7 separate regions of the Mus musculus genome follow, and all the other regions are linked to region 1. Evidence: chromatin contacts called from public HiChIP or PLAC-seq and promoter capture Hi-C data. All regions are on one chromosome and are shown on one strand. The core of a region is the stretch at or near the end of the contact, and the rest is flanking DNA. Distances in the headings are between cores, read along the strand shown.

Evidence for each region. HiChIP or PLAC-seq counts read pairs in DNA pulled down with a chosen protein or histone mark. Capture Hi-C pulls out chosen DNA fragments and counts their contacts.
Region 2: a promoter capture Hi-C map of pancreatic islet shows a contact between it and region 1. The contact joins the promoter of As3mt here to the promoter of Oga in region 1.
Region 3: a contact with region 1 is called in an H3K4me3 HiChIP or PLAC-seq map of bone marrow-derived macrophages, with 4 times the contacts expected there. The contact joins the promoter of Sfxn3 here to the promoter of Oga in region 1. A contact is called at or near these places in 9 of 39 promoter capture datasets (the 3T3-L1 cell line, the C10 cell line, the HPC-7 cell line and 4 more), 7 of 115 datasets of contacts at active chromatin or transcription factors (astrocytes, bone marrow-derived macrophages, effector CD8 T cells and 4 more) and 1 of 9 other capture datasets (macrophages).
Region 4: an HNF4G HiChIP or PLAC-seq map of pancreatic cancer cells shows a contact between it and region 1. The contact joins the promoter of Wbp1l here to the promoter of Oga in region 1. A contact is called at or near these places in 4 of 39 promoter capture datasets (cranial neural crest, liver, neutrophils and 1 more) and 2 of 115 datasets of contacts at active chromatin or transcription factors (memory CD8 T cells and pancreatic cancer cells).
Region 5: a contact with region 1 is called in a promoter capture Hi-C map of liver, with 2.8 times the contacts expected there. The contact joins the promoter of Cnnm2 here to the promoter of Oga in region 1. A contact is called at or near these places in 2 of 39 promoter capture datasets (liver and neutrophils), 1 of 115 datasets of contacts at active chromatin or transcription factors (pancreatic cancer cells) and 1 of 9 other capture datasets (liver).
Region 6: a contact with region 1 is called in an H3K27ac HiChIP or PLAC-seq map of extraembryonic endoderm stem cells, with 4 times the contacts expected there. The contact joins the promoter of Slf2 here to the promoter of Oga in region 1. A contact is called at or near these places in 8 of 39 promoter capture datasets (the C10 cell line, cranial neural crest, embryonic stem cells and 4 more), 6 of 484 Hi-C or Micro-C datasets (LSK cells, embryonic stem cells, gonadal supporting cells and 3 more), 3 of 115 datasets of contacts at active chromatin or transcription factors (extraembryonic endoderm stem cells, memory CD8 T cells and pancreatic cancer cells) and 1 of 9 other capture datasets (adipose tissue).
Region 7: a contact with region 1 is called in a FOXA1 HiChIP or PLAC-seq map of pancreatic cancer cells. The contact joins the promoter of Sema4g here to the promoter of Oga in region 1. A contact is called at or near these places in 3 of 39 promoter capture datasets (hippocampal neurons and liver), 1 of 484 Hi-C or Micro-C datasets (cortical neurons) and 2 of 115 datasets of contacts at active chromatin or transcription factors (extraembryonic endoderm stem cells and pancreatic cancer cells).

The regions. Positions count from the first base shown.
Region 1 is chr19:45,782,003-45,785,696 of GRCm38.p6, forward strand. It overlaps Oga (O-GlcNAcase), which reads right to left and starts at 1,551. Exons shown (of 16, transcript NM_023799.4): 1 at 930-1,551. The coding sequence starts at 1,128.
Region 2 is chr19:46,705,880-46,709,493 of GRCm38.p6, forward strand. As3mt (arsenite methyltransferase) reads left to right here and starts at 1,579. Exons shown (of 11, transcript NM_020577.3): 1 at 1,579-1,657; 2 at 1,877-1,920; 3 at 2,191-2,318; 4 at 3,089-3,239. The coding sequence starts at 1,657.
Region 3 is chr19:45,045,533-45,049,240 of GRCm38.p6, forward strand. Sfxn3 (sideroflexin 3) reads left to right here and starts at 2,044. Exons shown (of 11, transcript NM_053197.4): 1 at 2,044-2,358; 2 at 3,572-3,708. The coding sequence starts at 3,575. Pdzd7 (PDZ domain containing 7) reads right to left here and starts at 240. Exons shown (of 16, transcript NM_001195265.1): 1 at 1-240. The coding sequence starts at 111.
Region 4 is chr19:46,597,625-46,601,374 of GRCm38.p6, forward strand. It overlaps Wbp1l (WW domain binding protein 1 like), which reads left to right and starts at 1,482. Exons shown (of 5, transcript NM_001177812.1): 1 at 1,482-1,669. The coding sequence starts at 1,580.
Region 5 is chr19:46,759,908-46,763,656 of GRCm38.p6, forward strand. It overlaps Cnnm2 (cyclin M2), which reads left to right and starts at 1,702. Exons shown (of 8, transcript NM_033569.3): 1 at 1,702-3,486. The coding sequence starts at 1,866.
Region 6 is chr19:44,928,946-44,932,572 of GRCm38.p6, forward strand. Slf2 (SMC5-SMC6 complex localization factor 2) reads left to right here and starts at 2,174. Exons shown (of 20, transcript NM_001081225.2): 1 at 2,174-2,505. The coding sequence starts at 2,366.
Region 7 is chr19:44,987,199-44,990,615 of GRCm38.p6, forward strand. It overlaps Sema4g (sema domain, immunoglobulin domain (Ig), transmembrane domain (TM) and short cytoplasmic domain, (semaphorin) 4G), which reads left to right and starts at 2,146. Exons shown (of 15, transcript NM_011976.1): 1 at 2,146-2,159.

The sequences.
Region 1 (3,694 bases), core at 301-2,800:
TAATAATAATAATAATAGAGAAAGAAACTAGAAAACGTTGAGTTTGCCACTAAAAACAAAACAAAAATCAAACAAACAAAAAAATCCATAAGAAAACTCAAATTACGGAGTGCTTAGGGAAGAACTAAGCTTTCCTGAGCTCGGTATCCACCCATTCTATTTCAGAAATTGTAATTAAGATCTTCCGGCATCTTCCCTTACTATCAAAACGCCCTCGTCCTTTTCAACTGTAAATGAGAAGACAGAAATTAAGACTTTCACTGAATTCTAACTCCACATAACAGATGCTCTGAGATATGATATACTGGTATTTACACACACTCCCAAGTCAAAAAAACAGCAATTGTTAAAGGATGATACTTTTCTGGGCTACAAGTGAGTCTTAAGAGGTGAAGGAGGCTTACAGGCTAACAAAAATAAATAAATAAAAATAAAAACAAAACAATTTCCTAAGCCTGAAGGAATCTGTAATATAATAAGCTGACTGCGCTCCTTCACGGGTAAAAACGTGCCTGTGAGGGCTGATTTTTTTTCCCCTTACAAGGATAGGGGCGGGGGATGGGAGCGCTGCACAAATTTCAACTGAAAGCAGGCATCTCTGCGGACTAAGATCCCAAGGTACAAAGAAGTGAAGCCCACAGCCGGACCACAGGCTCCTTCCTTGCCACCGCCTCCTCCTCCGACAAATCTGTGTGGCTCTAAGCCAGAGGAGGGTGGGGTCAGGCTCCTCCATAGCCCGGAGTCGCCGAAGCCGTGACATAGCGGAGGGTAAAGAAGTGTGCCCACCGTCTGTCTCCTCCCCGTAACCCCGTGTGAGCAATGACGGACGCCTCCCGTCCTGGGGGCGGGGAACTGCGGGAAAAGTCACCAGCACGCCCCTCCCGGGGACGGAGGCTGAACACCTACGCGGGACTGGAAGGCCAACTCACCTTCCACGACACCGCACAGGAACCTGCGGGCCCCTCCGGCCGCCCCGACCACGGCCGCAGCCCCGGCTCCCGATGGGTTATCTTCTCCGGGGGCGGGAGCTACCGACTGCTCCAACGAAGCCCCCGAGGCGGCGGCAGGGTTGGCGTTGCGCTCGCTCTCCCGCTCCTCCAGCGCCGCCTGGCTCTCCTTCTGCACCATCCTCCTGCCGCCGGCCACCGCTCCCCTTCGGCCTCGGTCCGTTGGGCCAAAGGCCCGGAGCCCTGCAAAGGGGCCGCGGCTCCGAACGCGCGCCTCCGGGGCTCCTTCCCCTCCCCCTCCGCCCTTCCCCCTTCCTCTCGGCGGGGGCCCGGAGTGCCCGGATGAGAAGGGCGGCGGCACCGGCTCGAGCCCTTTGTCAGCCGCTGCCTCGCCCCGCGCTGGGAGCCGGGAGCCTAAGCGGAGGGCGAGGCAGCCGCCGCGTCTCCACGGAAGGAGGACCGAGGAGGCGCCTTCGCTCGTCCTCCACGCCCGCCGCCCTCCGGACAGCCCGGCGTCTCCGGCTCTCTTCCCCCACCGGAGTCCCTAAGCAGCTCCTGCCGCTGCCTCTGCCGCCCGCTTCCTGTTTATCCGCACTGCGCCTGCGCTACAGACCGGCTCAGACCGGTCCCCAGCCCGGCTCCCCCGCCTTTCCTTGGGATAAGCCCATTGCGCTTTATTTGCTAGGGGAGAAAAAGGACAAAGGGCGCCGTGAACACCGCGGAGGTGTGCGGCGGTGGGACGTACCATTTTGGCTCGCCACCCTCCGGGATGAGCGCCACACTCTGGGTCGGACCATTACCCCACCCGGAGGAGGGGAACATGGGAGAATGCGGCCGGCCGGGGAGTTTGGGAGGAAGGGGGGGGGGGGGGGCGGAAAGGAGGTGTTTACCCTCTCAATGCGCAGGCGCCGGGACGATACTTCTAGTTCTTAAAGTGGTAGGAGACACTGACCTACTTTGGAGATTGTTGTACCAGTTTGGCTCATCGGGGCTGCCTGACCCACGTCTGCTTCTGTGAAGACACCATGCCAAGGAGCTCAGCTCACGCCTCTGTCCTGACTCATTGTTTCTTCTATCCTGTCTTCGGAGTTAACCGTGTTTTAAATTGAGCAGTCAACTGTTTTATTGAGTTTGCCTCATCCTGGGCTGTTGGGACCATTATGACCTCATAATATGGTTAAAACCTGCTGTTACGTCTCTGCCTGATTGAGCCCTACGTTTGTTTTGGGAGAGGCTGTGGTATGAAATTCACCAGACTACGTATGGAGAAGAAAGACTGCATTCCAAGCACAGGGAAAACAAACGTCTAATAAAAGTAGAAGAGAGTGGAAGGCGAGTTTGTTATGGCGATGGAGAGTGTGCGGTGTGCGTAAGGGACATGACCCTTTTAGCCTTAGCATCAGCATTTCCAAGGAAACCCTGCCTCTAAGGGCTTGCCTCCTGTACTCTAAGGGCTTGCCTCAGAGTACACTTGACATTTTGGTTCCTTAAGGGATCTGCCAGCCAGGCGATGGTGGCGCACCTTTAATCCCAGCGCTTGGGAGGCAGAGGCAGGCGGATTTCTGAGTTCCAGGCCAGCCTGGTCTACAAAGTGAGTTCCAGGATAGCCAGGGCTATACAGAGAAACCCTGTCTCAAAAAGACTAAAAAAAAAAAAAAAAAAAAAAAATCTGCCCTGTTTGGGAACAAACCTCTCATGTTCAATGTTAAGAAAGTAGTCAAACTATTGCATATGCCAGAAAGATTTTGCTGAAGGAACCCTGTTATAGCTGTCTCTTGTATGAGGCTATGCCAGTGCCTGGCAAATACAGAAGTGGATGCTTACAGTCTATAAAATGGAACACAGGGCCCCCAATGGAGAAGCTAGAGAAAGCACCCAAGGAGCTGAAGGGGTCTGCAACCCTATAGGTGGAACAACAATATGAACTAACCAGTACCCCCAGAGCGCGTGTCTCTAGCTGCATATGTAGCAGAAGATGGCCTAGTCGGCCATCACTGGGAATAGAGGCCCCTTGGTATTGCAAACTTTATATGCCCCAGTACAGGGGAATGCCAGGGCCAAAAAGCAGGAGTGGGTGTGTAGGGGAGCAGGGCAGAGGGAGGGTATAGGGAACTTTCGGGATAGCATTTGAAATGTATATAAAGAAAATATCTAACAAATAAAAAAAAAGAAAGAAAGTTAAAAAATAAAAAGTAGTCTTTTTTTTTTTTAATACTTCGTCGCAGTAGCCCACCTTGTAGCTCCAGGGACGTTGCAGGGGTGCACATTACAGGCGAGAACTTCCTTGCCAGGTTTATGCAGTGTTGGGTATCCAACCCAGGGCCTTGTACGTGTTATACAAACACTCCAGGGATTTGGTGGCCTTATTTATTTTGTGTGGGTTCACAGGCCGTAGCCCATTTGGACATGGCCCAGAGGACAACTTGAGGAAGTCAGTTGTCTTCCCTTTGTGGATCCTGGAGATCAAACTCAGGTTGTCAGGCTCAAGCTGTGGGAGCCCCTTTATTGCCAGCCCCATCCAAGACTTTTTTGTTTTAATGTGTGGGGGGGGGGGCAGCAGAAGAGGCAGTGGCCAGCCACTGAAGGTGTTTGTTGGGAACAGAACTCAGGTCCTTTGGAAGAGAGCAGTACCTTCTCTCTTCCCTTCCAGCCTTCCATGCAGGTGCCCTGACCAGTTCTTTCCGTAGTTAGAGGGAACACTGAGTAATTTCATACTCTTTGCTCCTCCCCTCTCTGCCTCGGCCTTC
Region 2 (3,614 bases), core at 329-2,828, 920 kb after region 1:
ATCAGCTCAGTGTGAAGGCAGAGTGGCAGTAGCTAGAGGTGATAGTGGGTGGCTCACTGTGGTTCTGTGGATGTGGTTATCAAGTGAGTCTTCTGAGCGAGAGCAGCGCTGGTGAGTGCATCCTCTGCCCGAGGCAACAAGGAGGAAGGAACTGCATGGTTGGAAGGGCTCACTCTACAGGGAGAACACTTTGAAAATTGTGTCTCTGGAGAACTGTTCTACGAGTCTAAAACTTGCTGCTGATAAAAATGGTCATTAAAAAAAAAACCCACATCTCCTATTTTAAAAACATCCCAACAACAATTGCCAGTGTTTAAAAAAAAAAAAAAAGACTTATTCTTACTTTATCTGCATTGGTGTTTTGCCTGAATGGGTGCCAGTGTGTGCGTGCCAGATGCCCAGTCCTCTGGAAGAGCAGCCAGTGCTCTTAGCCACTGAGCTATCTGCCATGCCATTCAAGCCCCTGGCTCATTTGTAACATTACATTTATTTATGCATGTATGTGCTCATGCTGTGGTCTGTGTGTGGAGATCAGAGGACAGTCTGCAGGAGTTGCCTTTCATGGGGATTTCAGGGTTGGAAATCAAGTCTTCAGCCTTGGTGATGATCACCTTTATCCACTGAGCCATCTCTCTGTCACCTGATTGACTTCCAATAACAATTAGCAGGAAATTTGGAAACTTTCTTGATGGATTTTTTTTTTTTTTGTATTGATCAATGGGATTGGAAACAGGATACTTTCAAAGAAGTCCACTTTTTATTTAGACATCCTTTCATGTAGACCAAGATAAGGTAGCCTTCCTTATCTTGGCGAATGACAATGTTTGCTTCAACCACAAAGCAAGTAAGACATGCGAAGAAGTGCAGGAATAGAGACCTTAGCTGTAAAAGCTAAAAGCATTTCTCCACACAAGCTTGATGCTGGATTCTCAGAACTCAGTGTAGAGGACAGAGCTAACTTGTGGGAGTCACCTGTCTCCACACATGGGCACCGTGGTCATATGCACCCACAAAACAATGTAAAAAGACAGACATGTGGGAACAGAATAGCTTTTTGTTTCTTTGGGAGGTTTTTGGGTTTGGGTGGTGGTGGTGTGTTTTGTCAGTTTGTTTGTCCTGGCTGACCTTGAACTCGATCTGTAGGTCAGGTCAGCCTCGAACTGGATGTTCTGCCAGCTTCGGTCACCTGTCTGTCTCCTGGAGTGCTGGAATTAACACCTGGTGGCTGTCATGTGCACGTTTGTCTGAATTCACAGAACTGTGCGCTAAGGAAAGGTGAATATCACTGGCCTAAGTGATATCTCAATGAACAACCTTATGAGACAGATTGAGGGCCAGGCCGATGGTTTCATTCCAGAAGGAGGAAAATAGATATGGGTGTTTACCTAAGGCACAGGCACACACAAGATTTACAAATGAAACTCAGTGAATCAGTAAAGGAGGACGTTAACCAATAAAACCATTCTCTTGGACACAAGGACTCAAAGCCACCAAGGTGACAGACTCCAGGGGTGTGTATAGCTAAGAGGCTTCCGTAGGGTCTTGCAGGGCTGTGGGGTTGAAGGTCGGCCAGGGGGCGTGGCCTCGGCGATCTCTTCGAAAGCCGGGCTGAGGGGAATCCTGGACAGGGAATCCTGGACGTGGAGATCGTGAGTCAGTGAGTGCCTGTCCCTCCTGTCTTCTGGCCAGTCCCCTCTGACCTCTGCCTTCCCACGGGCTCACAGCGCTTCCCACCCTACCCCCAACTCTGGGTAGCCCAGCAGGCTGCGGGTCCCCCCCACCCCCCCGCCGTGTCCTGCTCGCCCTCCATCTTGGCTTCAGCCCTGTCGTTCTCTGTGTGGTGACCGCATTTAACCTCTGTTCTCCCATTTGTCAGTGGCTGCTTCCCGAGACGCTGATGAGATCCACAAGGACGTTCAGGTGAGGGTCCTAGGGAATGGCTATGTGGGCTCGCTGGTCCTATAGAAGTCCTGCCAATAAGCAGCTTCTGCTGGCGCGGAGCACTCTGGGGGAAGCCAGGCCAAACCACGCCCGCAGCAGGCCAAGGAGTGGGGTTAGATTTTTGCCTTGAGCAAAGGCCAGTGGGCTGTAATTTTCTGTAATTAGGAGTGTAGTGGAGCCCTGGAGCTCTGCAAACAGTTAACGTCAATCCTCTTCCTCCTGGCTTCTCTTCCGTGGCTGCTGAGTCAGAACTACTATGGGAATGTACTGAAGACATCTGCAGACCTCCAGACTAATGCTTGTGTCACGCGAGCCAAGCCGGTCCCCAGCTACATCCGGGAAAGTCTGCAGAATGTACACGAAGACGTTAGTTCGAGGTAGAGTGTGTGTGTTGTCCCCTGGAAGCCTCCAGACTACCAATTTTCCCATAGTGACCACTATGGGAAATTTAACCATCTCTGCTGGACATCCTGCTTGCCCTAACTACTGTGATGATACCCACAAGGCTTGGCACCGAACTTCTTGCTCTTCCGCCGAGGACCCCTCATCGATGTCCTGCATCCTTGCCCATTGCAGGAGACATTCAAGTTCCCTGGCCCCAGATAGACATTCAAGTTGGTTAATAGATGGGCCCACACATTCTAATCAGCCGTGGCTCCTTCTGACGTTGCCCTTCTCTGATACAGTATTGCCCACCCAGAGAGCAGTTATCAAAGAGGGTACCTTACCCCTTGCCTCTCCACCCCACTGAAGTCCTACTGGGGTCATGAAGCCTTCTCCTGACTACTACAGCCCCTAACTCCTGGTGGCACTCAATGCCAGTCATAGAAAGGGGTTTCTAAACTGTAGTTTTTACCTCCCACGTTACAGTGTGTGCACGTGAGGGCCAGAATCCTTGTCCTCAGGTCCCGAGTTTGAATTGTTCAGCAGCCTTAGATAGATTTATTATTCAACCGCTAGTTTAGATGGTTTAAGTCTTGCTACCTTGCACGGTGCCTACAATGCTGCTAGGGCAGACGTGGCCCTGTTGAGTGAGAGAGACGAGACAGACGTATGGATGGCTGAGGAAGACGTGGAGGAAGTGTAGATTTAGCGTCTGAGAACTTTCTAGTCTCTGTTTTTGAAAGACGTCATTTCCATCCCTCAGGTATTATGGCTGTGGTCTGACTGTTCCTGAGCGGCTGGAAAACTGCCGAATTTTGGATCTGGGTAGTGGGAGTGGCAGGGATTGCTATGTGCTTAGCCAGCTGGTTGGTGAGAAGGGACATGTCACCGGAATAGACATGACTGAGGTCCAGGTAAGGCAAAGGTTTGGAGGAAAAGGAGAGGTTCCTCTGGGTCGTTCCCTGAGCCTTGAAATTGCTTCCCCCTTTTCTTCATGGTAATTTGAGAAGCTGGGTTTCTGTTGCTTTCATTTCTGATTCCAGTGACCTAGAAGTTAGAGACACTGACAGAGGTCTAACCTGGTAGATGAGCTTGTGACAACAGTGGCACTTTCTCTTCTGCCTCCATCCTCTGTCCAGAAAGATTTGTCATGGGATAACACTCAAGCGAGATTACGTGGTTGGGAGCTTCTGTCCCAGGCTGCTGCATATCTTATGCATCTCGAAAAATCTTGCATGTCTGTCCAGAATAACCCAGGGCTCAAACAGCCTACCGTGTTAGCGATGGCA
Region 3 (3,708 bases), core at 794-3,293, 740 kb before region 1:
GGAGCCTGAGTCGCTGCCCAGGTGGCCTCGGGAGGAGACAGAGCTCAGGGAGCCAGAGCTGAGTTCTCCTAGACCCAGTGGGTCAAAGCCTACCGTGAAACCACGTGCCATAGTAGTGAGACTAGGGCAGTGCCCTACAGATCCGGACAGAGTCTGCCTGCCCTCCGAAGGTTGGCTCTTGGTCTTCCAGGCTCCATGAGCTTTCTCAGTAGGGCTGGAGTCTTAGTAAGGCAGATCTCGCTGAGTCGAAAAATAGTGTTTCTTCTGGCCACCCTGTTCTGGAAAGTCCACAAGACAGAGCAGCTGATCCCAGGCCACTTGGAAGAGAGGGATCTTTCTGATGCAATTTCAGTCTGAATGCTTCTTAGGAGTAGGGCTTCCAGATCTGTGTAGGAAGAACAGGGTTTGGGGAGAGGGATGAGTGCTGTCCCATTACCCTGGCTTCTGCACTTCCTCCTGACTTGAACATCCTGTCCCCCTCTCCCATCCTGGGCCCAGAGGAGATCGGCCCAGTTCTGCACCATCTTGGATTTGGGGATTTGTTTCTACAAGGCCATTGGGACACTTTCCTTCCATTCCTCCCTCCATTCCTCCATTGCTATTCTCAATGGAGTCATCCACCCAGTCTCCGGTCCTCATCTGACACTCAGAGAGTAGAGATGGGGGTCACAGCAGGCTCTTGAGTTTTAAAGAGAGAGAGGAGAATGGGTGCCACACAGTTTACTGCAGCATCTTTCCTGTGTGTATATGTATATGGGTAGGGGCTAGCCTCCCGAGCTGGACTTCAGGACCTGGGATAGCTGCGGTCGAGCTTGCCCCCCACCGCCACCCCCAGGTGAATGTCAGGCTCCAGGCTGCAGTTGTGAGTCTAAAGTCGCTGCAAGACTCTATCCCAGGACTGAGTGATCTTCTGGAGAGAGCCCCACAAATCGCTAGTGCAAAACCAGGGGTCACGCCCTCTAGAGCATTTCTGTAAACCAAAAAACAGACTCCCCCATGTAGGACCTCCTGCCTCGCTACCTCTAGGACTTGGCCACCTCACCTGGTCCCGTGTGCCGCCGCTGCCCTTGTCGCCCGCTGGCGGGCGCGATACAGTGAACTAAGGACCCCGCCCACGCTCCGCGCAGCTGCTGGAATAGAGCTACCCTGCGCGGTCCTGGGATCCCATTGGCTGCTGAGACCGCCAGTCATTCTCTTCTAGCACCTTTGGTAGCCTGTCCGGATTGTAGCTTCTCACCTGTCTGATACCTCTGGGCTCTGCCCGCCCCAACTCTGAACCCCAACTGGTCGTTGGAACCCAGGCTCTGGAACTGGCTGGGTTCCACTGGCTACTAGAATCACGTCTTCTCCGGGCCACGCTAGCTTCCTGAAATTGCCATCCCTTCCGTAGTCATCCCTAAGGTCTCTGTGGGAGAATGTCACAAACGAAAGAGCTGAACCTGAGCCTGAGATCAGCAGGAAGGAAAGCTGGAACATGGCTGTGTCGCCGCTGTGCCCTGGGTGCTGATGGATAAGGGATGTGTGTGTGTAATGCCTTCTTCACCTTCGGAGACACCCTGTTCTGGAAAGGCCGCACGATACAGCAGCTGATCCCAGGCCACTAGGAGAAGAATCTTTCTGATGCGCCTGCTTGGATGCAGGCAGAGATCACGGGAAACTTTGGCCGTGCACATCCCTAGGACTGGGGCGTCAGTTTGTGTACGGATAAGTGTTGGGGGTACAAAAAATTGCTGGCACAGTGGAGCTGGGGATTAGGTGGCAAAGGGGACTGGGAACACAAAAGGGGCACAGATACCACAACAATGTGGCTGGAAAGAGATGCGAATGACGAGGATCTGCAAAAGGAGCCTCTAAGACCTGGAGTAGCAGACCAGGGTGCAAGCAAGGAGAGTCCATTGCCAAGGCAGCAATCAAGTAAACAAGCAGTAATCCGAATCCCTCCGGGCGTTGCACCCTCAGAGGCCCGCCCTCCACGCCGCTCACCCGCACCCAGTGCACCTAGACTGGGTGCTGCGGGGGTGGGTGCCTCCAGAGGCAAGCTAAGGGACTGCAAGCGAAGGAGGCAAGTGGGGCGGCTCCTCCCCTTTTCTCCCTGGTTGGGAAGGAGGCCAGAATTGCTTCCCAGGACTGGGTCGGGTTTGGTCTCAACGGCCTGGTCTGGGAGAATCACTCTGGACATCCACTGTCTCGGAACTCTGCCAAGAGGGGGGGTGGGTCAGGCGAACGAGCTCAGGGAGCCCCCGCCCTTCCCTGCTGCTCAGCGTCACGCGTGACGTCTCGGTGATGGCTGGGAGGAAAGCGGAGAGCGGTGAGGAAGGCGGGTCTGAGAGCTTCTAGAGGCTGAAAACCCCGGAAAGCGTGAGTGCCTGCTGCCTTGGGAATCAGCAAAGTGGAGGGGTGAGGGCTTGGGCTCAGAACAGAAGGCTTGCCTTGAGAGAGGTGCTCTCTCTTATGGGAATTCCATATTGCGTGGTCTGTTAGGATCTGTAGGGCACAAGGAGGGGTTGGTTGAGGCTGTGTGTTAGGCATGCTTTCAAATGTCTGCAACTGATAGATATGGCTGAGCGTGTGTGTGTGTGTGTGTGTGTGTGTGTGTGTGTGTGTGTGTAACGGTACTCTGGTTGGTTGACTAGTGTATACAGTGTGACTCTAACCTGTTTGTGTGCTGGGGAGGGCGTGCCTGTCTTTGTGTATAAGTATGTGAAAGTCGGGTGGGGACGGTGTCTACTGTGAGGGAGGAAGTGGGGTTGGAGGGTATTAGTCACTCTGCAGGATTTTTGCCTAACACAGCCAGATGGCTGTTCTTGGCATTCCTTTTTGTGCTGGGCGGAGGGGCATCCATTGAATCTCGCCCTTTCCTGAGGTTTTTCTGAGGCTCAGAGAGAGTTGGGTGGGTGCCTGCGTCAGTTCTATTCAACCCAGGACCAGGGAGAGCCCGGAGTTATTGTGTAGGAGTGGAAGCAAGTGGGTTTGAGGAGGCTATGTGGGTGCTCACATGTTCACAAATGGCTGCCACTCCAGTGCTGTTTGAGATCTGGTACGGATCAGCCCTCAGGTGCCTAATGTCTCCTCCAATCAGGGGCTTGAGTGTGGGCTGCCTTCTGTCATTTTTCCAAACAGCCTTGGAAGTTTTTATCTAAGTCTTGGGGCAGCTGGGGCCTGAAGCTGGAAAGGGCTTGGGTGTGTTATCCATGTTCTGTGCTCCTATAGCAGGAGCTCAAGATAGCTGCCCCAGATTAGCTGCTGCTGGGGAATCACACACACACACACACACACACACACACACACACACACACACACACTCACACACACGTAAATCTGGCATCAGGCCACAGCGTCAGGAAAGCTATATTCTTGGTTCTGGTCTTCCCTCCGGCTCTTAAGTGGCTGTATGTTCCTGGCTAAAACACTACCTAGGGAACAACTCCTCCCCCACCCTTGTTTATGGATCTGGAGTGACCTTGAGCACCTGCAAGCACTGGTCAGTTTCTGGGGCCAAGGCAGAGCCACCAAAGTGTCTCCCAAGTGAAGGAAGTCCTTGGACCTGACCCTTATTCTTGCTACCTTGCAGAAGATGGGTGACCTGCCCTTAAATATCAACATCCAGGAACCTCGGTGGGACCAAAGCACATTTCTAGGCAGAGCCCGGCATTTCTTCACAGTCACTGATCCCCGAAATCTGCTGCTGTCCGGGGAACAGCTGGAAGC
Region 4 (3,750 bases), core at 232-2,731, 820 kb after region 1:
AGTAAAATGGAACTCAGACAGCATGAAATTGGTATTTTCCTTTCGATGAAGCTCAGGCTATGCAGTCGTGAGTGCTGAGATTACAGCTATGCACCTCCACACCTAGCCAAATCCAGCCCTTTAAATTGTATGGTTTAGTAACGTTCAGTCCAGTCACAAAGTGCTACAGTTGTCACTACTGTAATCCAGAACACTTTCACTGTCCCTCCTAGAAAGCCAAGGTCGGTTCGGCAGCAGCCACACCCCCACCCGCTGCCAAACCCTTATCCATTTAGTTGAGTTGGCCTGTAAGGTGTTGAACAGCAGTTATAATGAGCAGGAGGGCTTTGCATGGGAACTACTAACACAACTTTGAGGACAGCCTGAGTTACCTAGTTTCTGGCTTGTATGGACAACAGGAAGAGACCCTACATCAAAAACTAGCCAAGTACATCCTGTAACTAATTGAAGTGTAATTTTTTCTTTCTTTTTCCCTCTCTTCCTCCCTCTATCTCTTCCCTTTCTCTGTTCCTTATGGCCCATACCAGGGTCTGAACTCAGGGCCTTGCCCATGCAAGCCATTTACCACAGAGTGATACATCCTCCTGCCCTGTTGGACAAGAATTCTCAAATTGAAGCAGCTACATGGTGATGTGTGGGTTTGTGTGGACTAGTATTGTCCTTGCGGTGTGTGGAGGGGCAAAGGGAAGCCATTTTCATTTAGCCGGAAGATAACATGGATGAAGCAATGATTGGTGGGTCTCAGAGCTATTTCTGAGTAGGGTCTGAAGAGTTTTGTCCTTGAAACTTGGGGGTAGCAGAGCACTATCGCTAAGAGAGGTGCTATTTAATAGGGGACTCAAATGACTCAAAGCTGCTGCTTGGGTAGTGAGCTTGGAAAAAGGATCCTGATAATAGGGCTTCCTGTAATTTAATACAAAAAGCACCAAAGGCTTATAGACTGCAGTTGGAAGCACGCTTTAGAATCATTATATCTCACTACTTTTTTTTCTTTCTTTCTTTTACCTCTACTTATTTTAATACAAAAAGCACCAAAGGCTTATAGACTGCAGTTGGAAGCACGCTTTAGAATCATTATACCTCACCACTTTTTTTTTTCTTTCTTTCTTTTACCTCCACTTAACTGTGGGAACATAACATTTCCGCCACACTCAAAATGACTGAAATACTGTAAACCTTTTCAATGCATCCGGGTGGTCGTGTCCCTAGCTCCTGTTACTTCCGCCACTCTCTGCGGGGCGGGGCGCTCTGCACTTTTCTGCACCTCGCAGCATTCAAGATGGCCCAGCTTCCTCCCACTTTTCATTGGCCAAATCACCTAGCACGAGGGTGGCTGGGACTGGTATTTGACTCACAGTTCTTTTGACCAATGGACAGAAAGTAGGAGCCAATGAGGCGCGGGAGCTGGAGACCCTCCCCTGCATCTGGGCGGGCCCTTTGCCTGGGGCGGGGTGGAGCCGAGCCGGAAGCGGGAGGGCAGAGCGAAACAGGAAAAGAAGGGAAGGAGGAAGCAGAGGGAAGAAGAGAGGGAGGAGGAGGGGTGGCGGCGCCGTGGCGGAGGAGCAGGAGCAGGAGGGGGATGGAGAGGAGAAGGCTCCTGGGTGGCATGGCGCTCCTGCTCCTCCAGGCGCTGCCCAGCCCCCTGTCAGTGAGGGCTGAGCCCCCGCAGGTAAGGGGAGGGCTTCTGGGCTAGCTTGGGGGTCTGGGGCGGTCGAGGCCTGGTTGGAGGGGGGTCTCAAAGAGGTTTGTTTGCAAGGAGTTGAGTGTTTTCGGGAGGGAAGCCCATGGCTAAGGTGGACCAGGTGAAGGGTGGGGGTGTTGATGTTTAGCTGAGGGACACCTGTGACGAGTTGGATGTCAAGAAGGTGGCAGAGGCAATGGTGCCAGGCGACTTGAGGGTCCTTTGAGAGGGTAGTTATGGTAGGTGCTCTGGAGGACTCTTCGCGGAGATCGCCGCACACTGGCGCCCGTGGGCCCTATTTCTGCTCCGCAGTAGAGTCCGGAGCCAGAGACTGTGTGCACACCAGTGTGTGCTGGGATCCCAGGTTACTGCACTGGCCCCAGAGGGAGGAGGGCTCAGCATGGTATTTATTTCAGGCTGGACAAAGGAAAAGTTCTGAGGGCATCCTGACTCTTATTTTTAATGCTGTAAGGCATAGTACGTTGGTGGGCTGTTGCTGGAGGTAAGGTTCTTGGGAGATAGTAGGGATGAAGTAGTAACCCCTCAGGAGGAGGGGCACATTTGAGTGTGAGAAAACCGTGCTGTTAGGCTAGCTGTCCTGGGAAGAAGTCACTAGTGCTGATCCGAGCGAGCCAGCTCAGGGCTTTTGAGCAGAGGGTGGTTCCGATGCCAATATCGGCAGCAAGTGGAGCACCCTAGCTTTTCTTGCTGGGTGGCTTGCTCTTCCTGAGTCCAGGGCCGAGATGCCTGCTTATGCTGATTCTAGCTTGGGCTGGCGTTTCGAAACCCTAATTGAAGCGTTACTCTTGGTGCCAGATTGGGTGGGGTGCTGTAGGGGGAATCACCCCTCCCCTGTTAAATCTGGCAAAGCTTCTATCGTTTCCTTTGGTTTCTCCCCTTTCTTCCCATCATTGTCTGTTTTCCACAGGCACAGGGACAGCCTGTGCAGCTTAGCACGTCACATCACGCTGAAGAGCAGAAATTGTTAGCAGAATTCTTACCTTTCCCCTTAGAGCTCAAGGGCAGCCCTTTCACATACGTATCTTATTTTTCTCCCGAATATCCTCTTCAAGAAACAAAACAAGAAAAACACCCAAAACCCCAAAATAATTGAGTTTTGTTTTGTTTGAGACAGGATCTTGCAATGTAGGTCAGGCAGGGCTTGAACTCTTGATCCTCTGCCGAGCTCTGTGATTTGATAAGATTTTTTTTTTTTCAAGTGAGCTGAAAGTCACAGAACAAAACCAACAGTTCTAAAGTGAATCACTGTGGCGCTCCATGGTTGTGCAACCACCACGGCTATCTACTTCCAAAACAGTTGAATCATCCCCAAGAATGATCCATATTAACCAGTTACTGCCTGTTTCCACCCCTCCCCCACCCCCAGCCCTGGCCCTTGGCGACACCCACTAGCCTGCATTGTGTCTCTGTGGGTTTACCTGTTCTGCACATCCCTGTGTAATGGAATGCTGTAGTATGTGGGGCGTCTTTCACGTTCCGTCATGTTTTCAAGGTTCACCCACATTGTGACCGAATAATAGTCCCCTTTATGTATATACTACAATGATTTGGCAGCTTATCTGTTGCTGTATCTTTTTTTTTTTTTTTTTAAGTCAGGGTTTCTCTGTGTAGCCCTGGCTGACCCAAAACTCACTTTGTAGACCAGGCTGGCCTCGAACTCAGAAATCCCCCTGCCTCTGCCTCCTGAGTGCTGGGATTAAAGGCGTGCACCACCACTGCCCGGCTCAGTTGCTGTATCTTAATGGGGCGGGGGCTGGGAGTGGGGATATGTTATCTGGGAGATAATCTGTGAATGATCGAGTTCGTTTTCTGATCTTTTCTTGTATTCCTCCCCAGGGATGAAGCCCTTCAGTTTTTGACTTTGTTTAGGTTCTTTGTTTTCTTAGTCAAAACCGTAAGCTGCCAGGAGAGATACATTTGTCTCCTTGAGAAGTTGCAGCTCTCAGGACTGGGAAAGTTAAGCGCAGGTAGTAGGTATCGATGGAATAGAATACAGAATAATGAAGTTGCTTTTTTCTATTTCTGTGGCTGTCTGAGGGCTGTTCCCT
Region 5 (3,749 bases), core at 452-2,951, 980 kb after region 1:
TGTTGGCATCTGAAAGAAGTTGAGTCCCATCCACAGGACATGGCACATGCGAAGACGCCAGGAAGATCCCCTGGCAGTGACTGAGAAAATGACAGAGCCTGGTTGGGGCAGAGCTTGCAGAACCTTGTAGGCGATGAGAGCACTCTGGCTTTTGTCAGGAGATGAGGAGTTAGGGGAGGGCTCAAATATGGGAGCAATGGGCCCTGGGTTGACAAGTCATTAGTTGGAAGGTCAGGGGAATGGTTGAGGACAAGCATAAAAGAAGACAGAATTGCGGCCGGGCGTGGTGGCGCACGCCTTTAATCCCAGCACTCGGGAGGCAGAGGCAGGCGGATTTCTGAGTTCAAGGTCAGCCTGGTCTACAAAGTGAGCTCCAGGACAGCCAGGGCTATACAGAGAAACCCTGTAAACAACAACAAAACAAAACAAAACAACAAAAAAAAAAAAAAAAAAAAAAGAGAGAATTGCGAGGATACCGCTGAAATGAGCCCAGAAATCACTCGTCCTGGAAATTATAAAAAACACTGTGGGTGTTCACAAAAAAGGAAGAGTATTGTGTTTATGGAATACAAAGTAAGATCAGGAAAAACATTTTAAAACGCGCTTCAGTTGGGAGGCAGAAAGTTCAGTTTGGGAGCTACTGTGCTACCGCATCTAGTCTGATGCAATGGACTTGAGAGTCCTGGTGAGCTGTGCTCCACAATGAATCTTCTCCGGAGCTAACAGCGTTTGACCTGTGCATTTCATAATAAGCTTTCATGGGCCTTCTCAGGTTGCTCTCCCCTTCCTATTTCCCCAAATTGCCTGGGTGCACGTTAAAAAACAAAACAAAACAAAACAAAACAAAACCAAAAATAGGGTCCATCTCATTCTGTGATTATAGCAGGACTACAGGAGAATCCCTGTGATGACAAAGTTTGGGAAGCTGACCACACTTTGAGAGGTTTGTTGAGAGCTAGAAAACAGCAAAGGTCGTCCGTGAGGGCCGGCAGGTGGCGCCACATGATCGTGAGCAGCTGAGGGCTCACAGAGTCACGGAGACCGCAGGTCCTCGGCGTTGCTAGGGCCACCCTGTCACCGCGAATCTCCAGAGGAACCGCATGCAGGGGTAGTGGGCTGGGGGGCTTGACTAGTATCCCGATTTGGTTTTAGGCTATGTGCATCGTAAGCTGTCTCCAGTCCGGCTCTGGTGCTCCCAGGGAAGGAGGGCTCAGCCCATTCTGCGGCGACACGGAGCCCCGTGGAGCCCGCAAGTCCCTGCAGCAAGGACCCGAGGCCTCGCGCCTCAGGGCAGTATTGCAGGGCTGCCAAGCCGCGCGCGAGGATCTACTACAGAGACCCCACAGGGAGCGCCGCACCCGCGGACCGCTCCCTTTCATTGGCCGCCTGGAGGAAGACCACGCCCCCATCCCTACAGCGCTCATCTTTGACTGGCTCTTGCATCCGGGATGGCCACGCCTCCTCCCCGCGCATACACAAGAGTCACGCGCCTTTCAGTTGGAAACTTGGCATGCAGAGGAGGACAGTGGCCCTCATCTCCCCGCCCACCTCCCGTGCCATTGGTGCGGCACGCCGACTGCGACCACGCCCCCATTCCAGCCCCCTGGCTGGGAAGGCGGGCACCCGCTCTTGATTGGCTGGCAGACCTGCCTCTCGCGGGAGAGGCTAGCACGCCCCTCCCTCCGCTCCCTCCTCCCTCGAGCCCGGGGGTTCCTCAGCTGGCTCAGTCCGAATCAGTGTCATTCAGAGAGAAGGACAGCTAAGGGCTGGGCGCGAACGCGCGGTTGCAGTCCTGCTCGGGCGCCGGTGCCTGCGCTCGCGCCGCCGGGTGGGAAGGATGAAGCCTCAGCTGGAGCAGCCACCCTATGATTGGCTGTGGCGCTTGTGAACCCGAAGTAAAGATGGCGGGCGGGCAGGCAGCCGCCGCACTGCCCACTTGGAAGATGGCGGCGCGCCGCAGCCTCAGTGCCCGCGGCCGGGGGGTCCTGCAAGCAGCTGCGGGCCGGCTGCTGCCGCTGCTACTGCTGAGCTGCTGCTGGGGAGCGGGCGGCTGCACAGCGGCCGGCGAGAACGAGGAGACCGTGATCATCGGGCTGCGGCTGGAGGATACGAACGACGTGTCGTTCATGGAAGGGGGTGCTCTGCGGGTGAGCGAGCGGACCCGGGTCAAGCTGCGGGTGTACGGGCAGAACATCAACAACGAGACGTGGTCCCGCATCGCCTTCACTGAGCACGAGCGGCGCCGGCACACACCCAGCGAGCGTGGGCTGGGGGGCCCCGCGCCTCCGGAGCCGGACAGCGGCCCCCAGCGCTGCGGCATCCGCACCTCAGACATCATCATCTTGCCCCACATCATTCTCAATCGCCGCACATCGGGCATCATCGAGATCGAGATTAAACCGCTGCGCAAGATGGAGAAGAGCAAGTCTTATTACCTGTGCACGTCTCTCTCCACGCCCGCACTAGGCGCCGGCGGCTCCGGGTCTGCGAGTGGCACCGTCGGGGGCAAGGGTGGCGCGGGGGTGGCCGGACTCCCGCCTCCTCCGTGGGCCGAGACCACCTGGATTTACCACGACGGTGAGGACACCAAGATGATAGTGGGCGAGGAGAAGAAGTTCTTGCTGCCCTTCTGGCTGCAAGTGATCTTCATCTCGCTGCTGCTGTGCCTGTCGGGCATGTTCAGCGGCCTCAACCTGGGGCTCATGGCTCTGGACCCGATGGAGCTGCGCATCGTGCAAAACTGCGGCACGGAGAAAGAGAAGAATTATGCCAAGCGCATCGAGCCGGTGCGCAGGCAGGGCAACTACCTGCTGTGCTCGCTGCTGCTGGGCAACGTACTGGTCAACACCACGCTCACCATCCTGCTGGACGACATTGCGGGCTCAGGCCTTGTGGCGGTGGTGGTCTCCACCATTGGCATCGTCATCTTCGGAGAAATCGTGCCCCAAGCCATCTGCTCCCGACACGGCCTGGCGGTAGGGGCCAACACCATCTTCCTCACCAAGTTTTTCATGATGATGACATTCCCCGCTTCTTATCCGGTTAGCAAACTGCTGGACTGCGTCCTGGGCCAGGAGATAGGCACGGTCTATAACCGGGAAAAACTGCTGGAGATGCTCCGGGTTACTGACCCCTATAACGACCTCGTTAAGGAAGAGCTGAACATCATCCAAGGGGCGCTGGAGCTCCGCACCAAGACGGTGGAGGACGTGATGACTCCCCTCAGGGACTGCTTCATGATAACCGGCGAGGCTATCCTGGACTTCAACACCATGTCGGAGATCATGGAGAGTGGCTACACTCGAATCCCGGTGTTCGAGGGAGAACGTTCCAACATCGTGGACCTGCTCTTTGTCAAAGACTTGGCCTTCGTGGATCCGGATGACTGTACTCCCTTGAAAACCATCACCAAGTTTTACAATCACCCTTTGCACTTCGTTTTCAACGACACCAAGTTGGACGCTATGCTGGAAGAATTTAAGAAAGGTGGGCAATTTTGCTTTTTTTTTTTTTTTTTTTTTAAATTGGCTTGCTCTTTCTGTCTCCGTCCTCCTCCCTCCTTGAACCCTCTACCCCTGAGACCAACCCCCCAAGGAGAGTTGACCGGATTTTCTCCCTTTCTTAATTGCAAATTTGAAAGGATGGCATGGACTTGGGGACGGATTGAACTCGTGAGCACTTCTAGGTTTAAAAGCCCAAAACTGCCATTACTTTTTCACACCATCAAAAAACAGGCTTTGTAATTCCAG
Region 6 (3,627 bases), core at 924-3,423, 850 kb before region 1:
GTGACTAATTGATCATGCAGACCATGTTCTTATGCTTTCTTTATTCTTTTTATGCGCTGAGTGTGGAATGGAACAAATCAGATTAAAAGTTTTGTGGCTAGGACTGTTTGGGAGTTCCTAGTGTAGAAATAGCCAGCACAAAGTCATCGAAGGGCCAGGAAATAATCTGCACTAAAAGGCATAAACATATTCAACATAGTTTTGTCACTTACTGTGTTCTTTTCAAATGTAAGGACTAAAAGCAGTGTAGTGAATTCTCAGTTGCAAGCTGCCCTGGGTTTGAGTGTTTCTTCTCTCACATTGTTACTACCTGGTATACAGCTGCGAGTTCTGGAGAGACCCGTGGTTCCTCTTTACCTCCTACCTGCCAGCCTATTGGTCACTTTATTCTCGTTAATTCTTCCTCTTGAGGGATACCAGGAAAGAGAAAAGGGGTGAATTTCAGGTCAGTCTAGTGTGCTTAGCAACAGAAGCAATTCAATCTCAGTACAATAAATTTGGAAGACCTGTTCAATTTTTTTGTGTGTGTCATTTAGGAATTTGCTCCAGCCAAGTGAGGGAACATTCCTCTCAGTTAGAGCCTGGACATTTTTGAGATTGATAGGATTTGTTTTCTTTTCTTTTTTTTTTTTTTTAGTTCCTTTGAGACAGGATCTTGCTACATAGTCAAGGCTGGACTCAATGTCTATTTCTTTCTCTCTTTAAAAAGATATCTTTTATTGCATTCATTTCGTGTGTGTATACGCTGACAGACGTCATAGGATAGCTCACCGCACTGAATCAGTTCTCTCCTTCTGCCATGTGGTCCTGGGTCATGAAAGCAAGTTCCTTTATACCATGAACTATCAGCACAGCCGCGGCCTTCTCTCTTGACCCTCCACCTCCGTCTCCCAAGTACTAGGATTACAATAGGATTACAAGCCTTCCCTAAAAAAAAAAAAAAAACTGGCCGGGTACTGCAGGAAATCTGAAGCCCAAAGGAAAGAGAATCTTGTATTTGTACCAATTACACGAGAGAATCTAAACCTGTTTACATTGCTGGGTTTTATTACTTAAAATTACCCAGAGAAGATGGGCAGTGGTGGCCCACGCCTTTAATCCCAGCATTTGGGAGGCAGAGACCGGCCATTTTTCTGAGTTCAAGGCCAGCCTGGTCTACAGTCAGTTCCAGGACAGCCAGGGCTATACAGAGAAACCCTGTGTGTGTGGGGGGGGGGGGGGGAAGTGGGGGGGACAAGGGAAATTACCCAGAGAAGTGAGTAACTATACCCATTCTATACACATGGGAAGTGAAGTTTTAAATTACTCTGACCAGTTCCTCGGTCTGCAAAAAAACCCAGCTGGAGAGATAGCTCAGTGGTTAAGAGTACTAGTTGCTACTTCCAGAGGTCCTGAGTTCAATTCCACCAACCCTAAGGTGGCTCACAACCTCATGCTCTATTGTCATTCAGGCATACATGCAAATTGAGCACCATATACATAAATAAAAACTTAAAGAAATCCAACCTAACAGCCTCTTCAAAGCACAAGTCCTTTACTGATAAGGAAAAGAAGTCTATGTGCTGCGACTTCATGGGGAAACCCATTAGAGACAAAACGCTTTGACAGAATAAAAATGTCTAATTCAATGACTGAGTGCTCCCCCGCCCCCTCCCTTACAAAACAAAACAAAACAAAACAAAAAAACGGAACAACTATATCACAGTATAGAAGATCCCTCACAGAACGGTCAAATCACATTATAAGAGAAGGAACAGAAAGGAAATGGTGACAGCATTTTGGCCTAAGATGCCAAAGTGACTATGAAATATTAGGGCAGCTGTAGCACAATCGTCACAAATGTTGGCCATCTTCACTACAGACAGCTGCAGGCTCGGTTTTACTTCTGCAAATCTCACCCCTAGCCCTCGATCAGGCGGCTGTCGCCAGCTGTCGTAACACCCGCCACTGCCTCTTCTTTCCCACTCCCACGCACCGGCCAAGGCCGCCGCGGCCCCGACGAGGAGGCGCGCGCCCCAGGCGCACGTGACGGGCCCGGGGAGGGCAGTTTTCAATCTCCCCTCCCCCTTCCAAAAAACCCGCCCTCTCCCGGCAGGCGGAGGCTTTCTATTGCGCTACCACCAGAGTGACCCTCAGGTCAGCCAATCGCGACGCGGCACCTCAAGAAAGGCCCGCCCCCTGATGGTCCTCAGGTTCCTTCCCGCTCACACCGGAGTCACTTCCGAAGAGAGAACCGCCATGAAGAGAGTAGGGGGTGCCGCCCACCTCTGCACCGACAGCCTCCCCGAGTCCCAGCAGCAAGACGGCAACCACGCACCCAGCTTCTCCAGCCACAGCTCATGCCGCCGTCGCCAGCGGCGCCGACATGACAAGGCGCTGCATGCCCGCTAGGCCAGGTTTCCCCTCATCCCCAGCCCCGGGGTCGTCGCCCCCGCGCTGCCATCTGAGACCCGGTAGTACCGCCCCTGCTGCAGCGGGAAAAAGAACAGAGAGTCCTGGGGACAGGTACAGTGCAGAGGGCTTGAGAAGGGGCCGGGTCGCGGGGGCACGGGTATAGGGGAGGACTACGGACGGCTGCTCTTCAGTTCCCGCCATCCTCAGCGAGCTCAGGCCTTGATGTTCTGGGGCCTGCAAGCCCTCGCCCCGCCTCCGCGCGGGGGCTTCTGGGAGTTGAAGTCTCCTTTTCTGTAGTTGAGGTGTTGCTTTTGGTCTAGTGACCACCAGCCTAGATGGCTGCGGAGAGCCCGCTTTAGGTAGAAGGTTGTTTTTCTCCTTTTCGAGCGCTTGCCCTGGGGCCCTCCCTTCTCGAAGCCTCTATTTAGATCGTTCTGATCCTGGTGGTTTCTTGAGTTTAATTATGTAAGATGTGATAAGGAAAACCCACGAATTACTTAATAGTACAGTGTACACGACCATTCATACTAAAAACATTTTTGGAATGCGCCTGTTTTCTCTTTGAGTGACTTTCTCCCTCACCAACAGACCTTTCTTTTTCTATTTCCTTTTTCTTCCTTTCTTTTTTTATATGGTAAGGATTTTCTGGGAGCTATGTAATGATGGAGAATTTCATCATATGACATCCTCTGACAATAAAACATTCAAATTATCTACGAACTTGGTACTGTCTTTTTTTTTTTTTTTTTAAGAATTGGTAACAGACGTTTTAAGTTTATGCTTTAATATTGTAGCACAGATTCACAATCCTTTATCTTAATTCTGAAGGACAGAAGGCTGTGAAAAACAACTATTTTCATTGCTTCCTACCACAGCCGCCTTGGCAGCCAAGCCAGGTTGATCAGAGCTAATATAAGGTTTGTGGGTGGTACTGAGTGTGAGTGTTGATAAGCTTTGCTGGAGAAATAGTAATATTTTGGCTACAGGTTGCAGCGCCAGATCCTGCTGGGGGCTGCACATAATACATTCAAGTTATTTCCCCTCCAAAATCCAATAAATTGAGAATTCTAACACGTTTGGTTCCAGCACTTTCAGATTAAAGGCTTGTAAAACTGTCATAATTTTTTTTAACCAGTTATACATAAGTAATGGATATTTCTGTGTGCTTGAACTTAGGAAACAATTATTTTACCTCTACAGAGTTCGTTTATAGTTTCATGGTTTACCAAAAGT
Region 7 (3,417 bases), core at 896-3,395, 790 kb before region 1:
CTGAGGGAAGTGCAATCAGCACAGCAAGTGCTGACTTGGCAAGCCCGGCTTTGTAGCCTAGTGGTCCCTGCAGTTTCTCCACAATGCCAGGTACCAGGTCTGGCCGTCTTTAGCCCTCTTCCTTCCAATTCACTTTCTCACAAAGCCTACAGGTGTCCTTCAGCCACGATTCAACCTATACGGAAGCTCTCAGCTTTTCTGATGTTTTTCCAAGCCATTAGCTAACTTCTCTCCCCTCTGTCTTCCACTAAAAACTCCCCTTTCTTGCCAGATCAAACCCACCAACCTTTTGTATGTCCCTTCTCCTTCCATCAGACGAGCCTGTCTATTCTAGTCCTCTTCCCCAGACTTGCCTGGCCCACCCTTCTTAGACTTCTCCAATCCTGTCCTCCATAAACAGAGTTCAAAACAAGTTACAATCTGCTTAGAACCTGTTTCCCCAGCTATAAAATGAAACTACTACTTCCTCAGCATGGGGTGGGGGCACAGAAAAAGAAGTGGACCAGAGCAACGTGTGTATAGAGTGTGTGCTTGGCTTGGGCAGGTGAGATGGTCTGGCAGACAAGGTGTCTGTCACCAACCCTGACAACCTCTGAGTTTGATACCTAGGCCCCACATGGTGGAAAAAGAGCAGACTCCCTGCAATTTATCCTCTAGGATATCACACATGGGGTGGGGGGTCCCACATGCATGCATGCGCTTTCATACACAATGAATATAATAAACGTTTAAAGTGTGTGTGCACTTTTTAATGAAAACATTTCTCCCAGTCTCCCCCGCTGCACCACACACTATCCTGTTTGCAGAGTGCCAGGAGATATTCTAACAGGGGGGTGGAAGTGTGATCTGGGCCCTTCTGTCTAGCAGTCTGCAGCCACACACACAGTCCAAATTCTGAGATTGTATGAGATTGAGTGCCAAACTGTATGAGCTCTGGGGAATCTTGAAAGAGGAAAGTTTCTTCCCAGGCTCTCATCAGTTTCATACGCCACTAGAAGACGACTTAAATTCCTAGGCACATGCAAGAGTCTGCTTTTTAGACTCGTATTTTGGTCCTCTTTGCCCATCATTATCGTCACGGATTTTTTTTTTTTCTTTTTGAAAGGTGGAGAGGTCAAGGCCAGAGGTCAGGATTCACTAGGATTTAAAGCCGAGTTCATTGTTGCTTTTGTTTTTGCTTTTCTGTGATGCTGGAGATGAAACCAGAGTGTCCTACATGCTAGGCAAACACTGTGCCCTTGAGCCCCAACCCCAGCCCTCGATTCGCTCTAAATAGCACTTGGAAAGGAGAGCCGGAGTTTTCAGAGAAGACCATCGTAAAGGAGTTAGGGAAGAAGGCTGAACCTGGCAAGCACAGAATTTTTGGATACCTGGGAACACTGAAAGTTTGGAGGTAAAATGACGATGGAAAATGATAAACGCAATCCCTTGAGGTGAGCCCGGGTTTGGACTGAGATTTGTTGAGTGATCCATACGTAGTGGCATGGCTTTCTTGTGCATAAAGAGCATTCTCTGTATGCTGTCTTTTCATCCCTTCAGGGCCCCATCTCACCTACTCTGACCTCAAACTGAATAGCCTGGAGGGAGCAGGGAGTGAGGAATCACACCTTGAACTGGGAACCAAGAGCTACGCAGAAATCTGATACTGTCGTCCCCATCAGCACACCCGCTCCATAGACCAAAGGCAGGAGGGCATGGCAAACATGTTTTGCAAGAAGTGAGATACAGGTTAGAGAGCAGAGTACAAGACTCCGGGACCCGGGGGTTACGCGTCCCTGCAGTAGGTAAATGGGAGGGGTCTTAGGACCAAAGCAGATCCGTAGGACCAGCCTGTTTTAGGGCGCACGCGGTGGTAGCCCCCCCCCCACCAGGGGGCGGGCGATACTCAGACTGACTGAGCCTGGAAGAAAGGGGACGCCAGGAGCCGTGGGCCTCGAGCATCTCCCACAAATCGGGTCTATTGTGCGTGGTGGGGGTCGCAAAGGAGGGCGGGCACCCTTCCCCGCCCCCGCCTCTGGCCCGCCTCCGGCCCCCGCCCCACCCCCGGCTCCGCCTCCACCCCGCCTCGCTCCGGCCGCAGCCCCTTCCTCCTGCAGCTGGTGCTGTGGGGCCGCGAGCCGCACGTCGCTGTCTCTATGGACCCGGATCCCAGCGCAAAGGTGAGGGAGGCGGGGAGTGCGGGCGGTGGCGGTGCGGGGGGCTGCGGCCGGGCAAAGCCTTGTCCGCATCCATTCCACCCTCCAAGCTAAGCCAGGCCTTTTTCACCGCCGAGACCCCCAATCCCGCATAAAAGGGTTTAGAGGGGCGCGGGCCAGGCCTCGGGTCGCGCAGGGCGCAGACCGGCCTTCTCGGAGTCGGGGGCGCCCAGCGTGCCCGGGACCCGCGTGGAGAACAGTGTTCCCCAGGATCTGGGTCATGTCTCCTGGCGTCCGGCGGGATCGAAGGAGAGCTTGTCCTCGAGCCGCAGCAGTAGATACTGAGGTTAGATCTGTTCAAAGGAGAAAACCTCGAACTGTCCAGGATGGTGGAGGGTGGGGAAGACAAGGGAGAGGCACCCTCAAATCTGAAGAGATCTCCATCTTAGTGGACAGAGGCAAATACCGCTAACCCCAGGCAGACGGACATCAGGGATGAAGGTTGAAAGCCTATTGATCCTGTGGGAGGGGTCCTCCCCTCCCCAGTTTTCTCCACCCTAGGATCTAACAGAAGATGATCAGAGTTCAGCGGGCAAACCCTGGGAAGGAACCCAAACTTGGAGTGAAGTCTGGGGTGTGAACTGGAGACCTTGAACCCGCTTAGTACTGGGGGGAGGGGTGGCATGCTCCACCCCCTGGCCATTAACTCGGCCCTCCCAACAGGTTAAATGGAGCTGGACGCTTTAGCCCAGTTCTCCAGATCTAGAAATGCAATCTGGGGGAGATGGGGAGGGGGGCGTGTGGAGCGGGGCAGGAAGAGGGCTGCTAAGATAGCATTTCACCTTCCATTTGCTAAACTCGAGGATCTCCTCTCCTCCTCCTCCTCCACCTCCCTGGGTTAGCCATTCTCCATTACAGGCATTCACTCCAGGTCAGAAGACACACACACACCACACACACACACACACACACACACCCCTTGGGGTGGCAGAGGGAGAGAGAGAGAGAGAGAGAGAGAGAGAGCAGGACTTTCAGGAAAGGAGACAGGATTCAGCCGTGCATCTGACCCCAGCAGACACTGTCAGCCACCAAGCCTGCAGCCCAAGTCAGACCCCTTTATGCATGTCATGAGTACTTACTTGTCTCTGCCCGAATGTAACTGTGTTTGAGGACTCAGAATACATGTGTGCACTATGCCTGGCCCAATAGCAACAATTCTGTGTGAATGCCCCCTTTACAAATGTGTGTGAACAAGACCGTCCTATTGAATATCTAGCCCTGC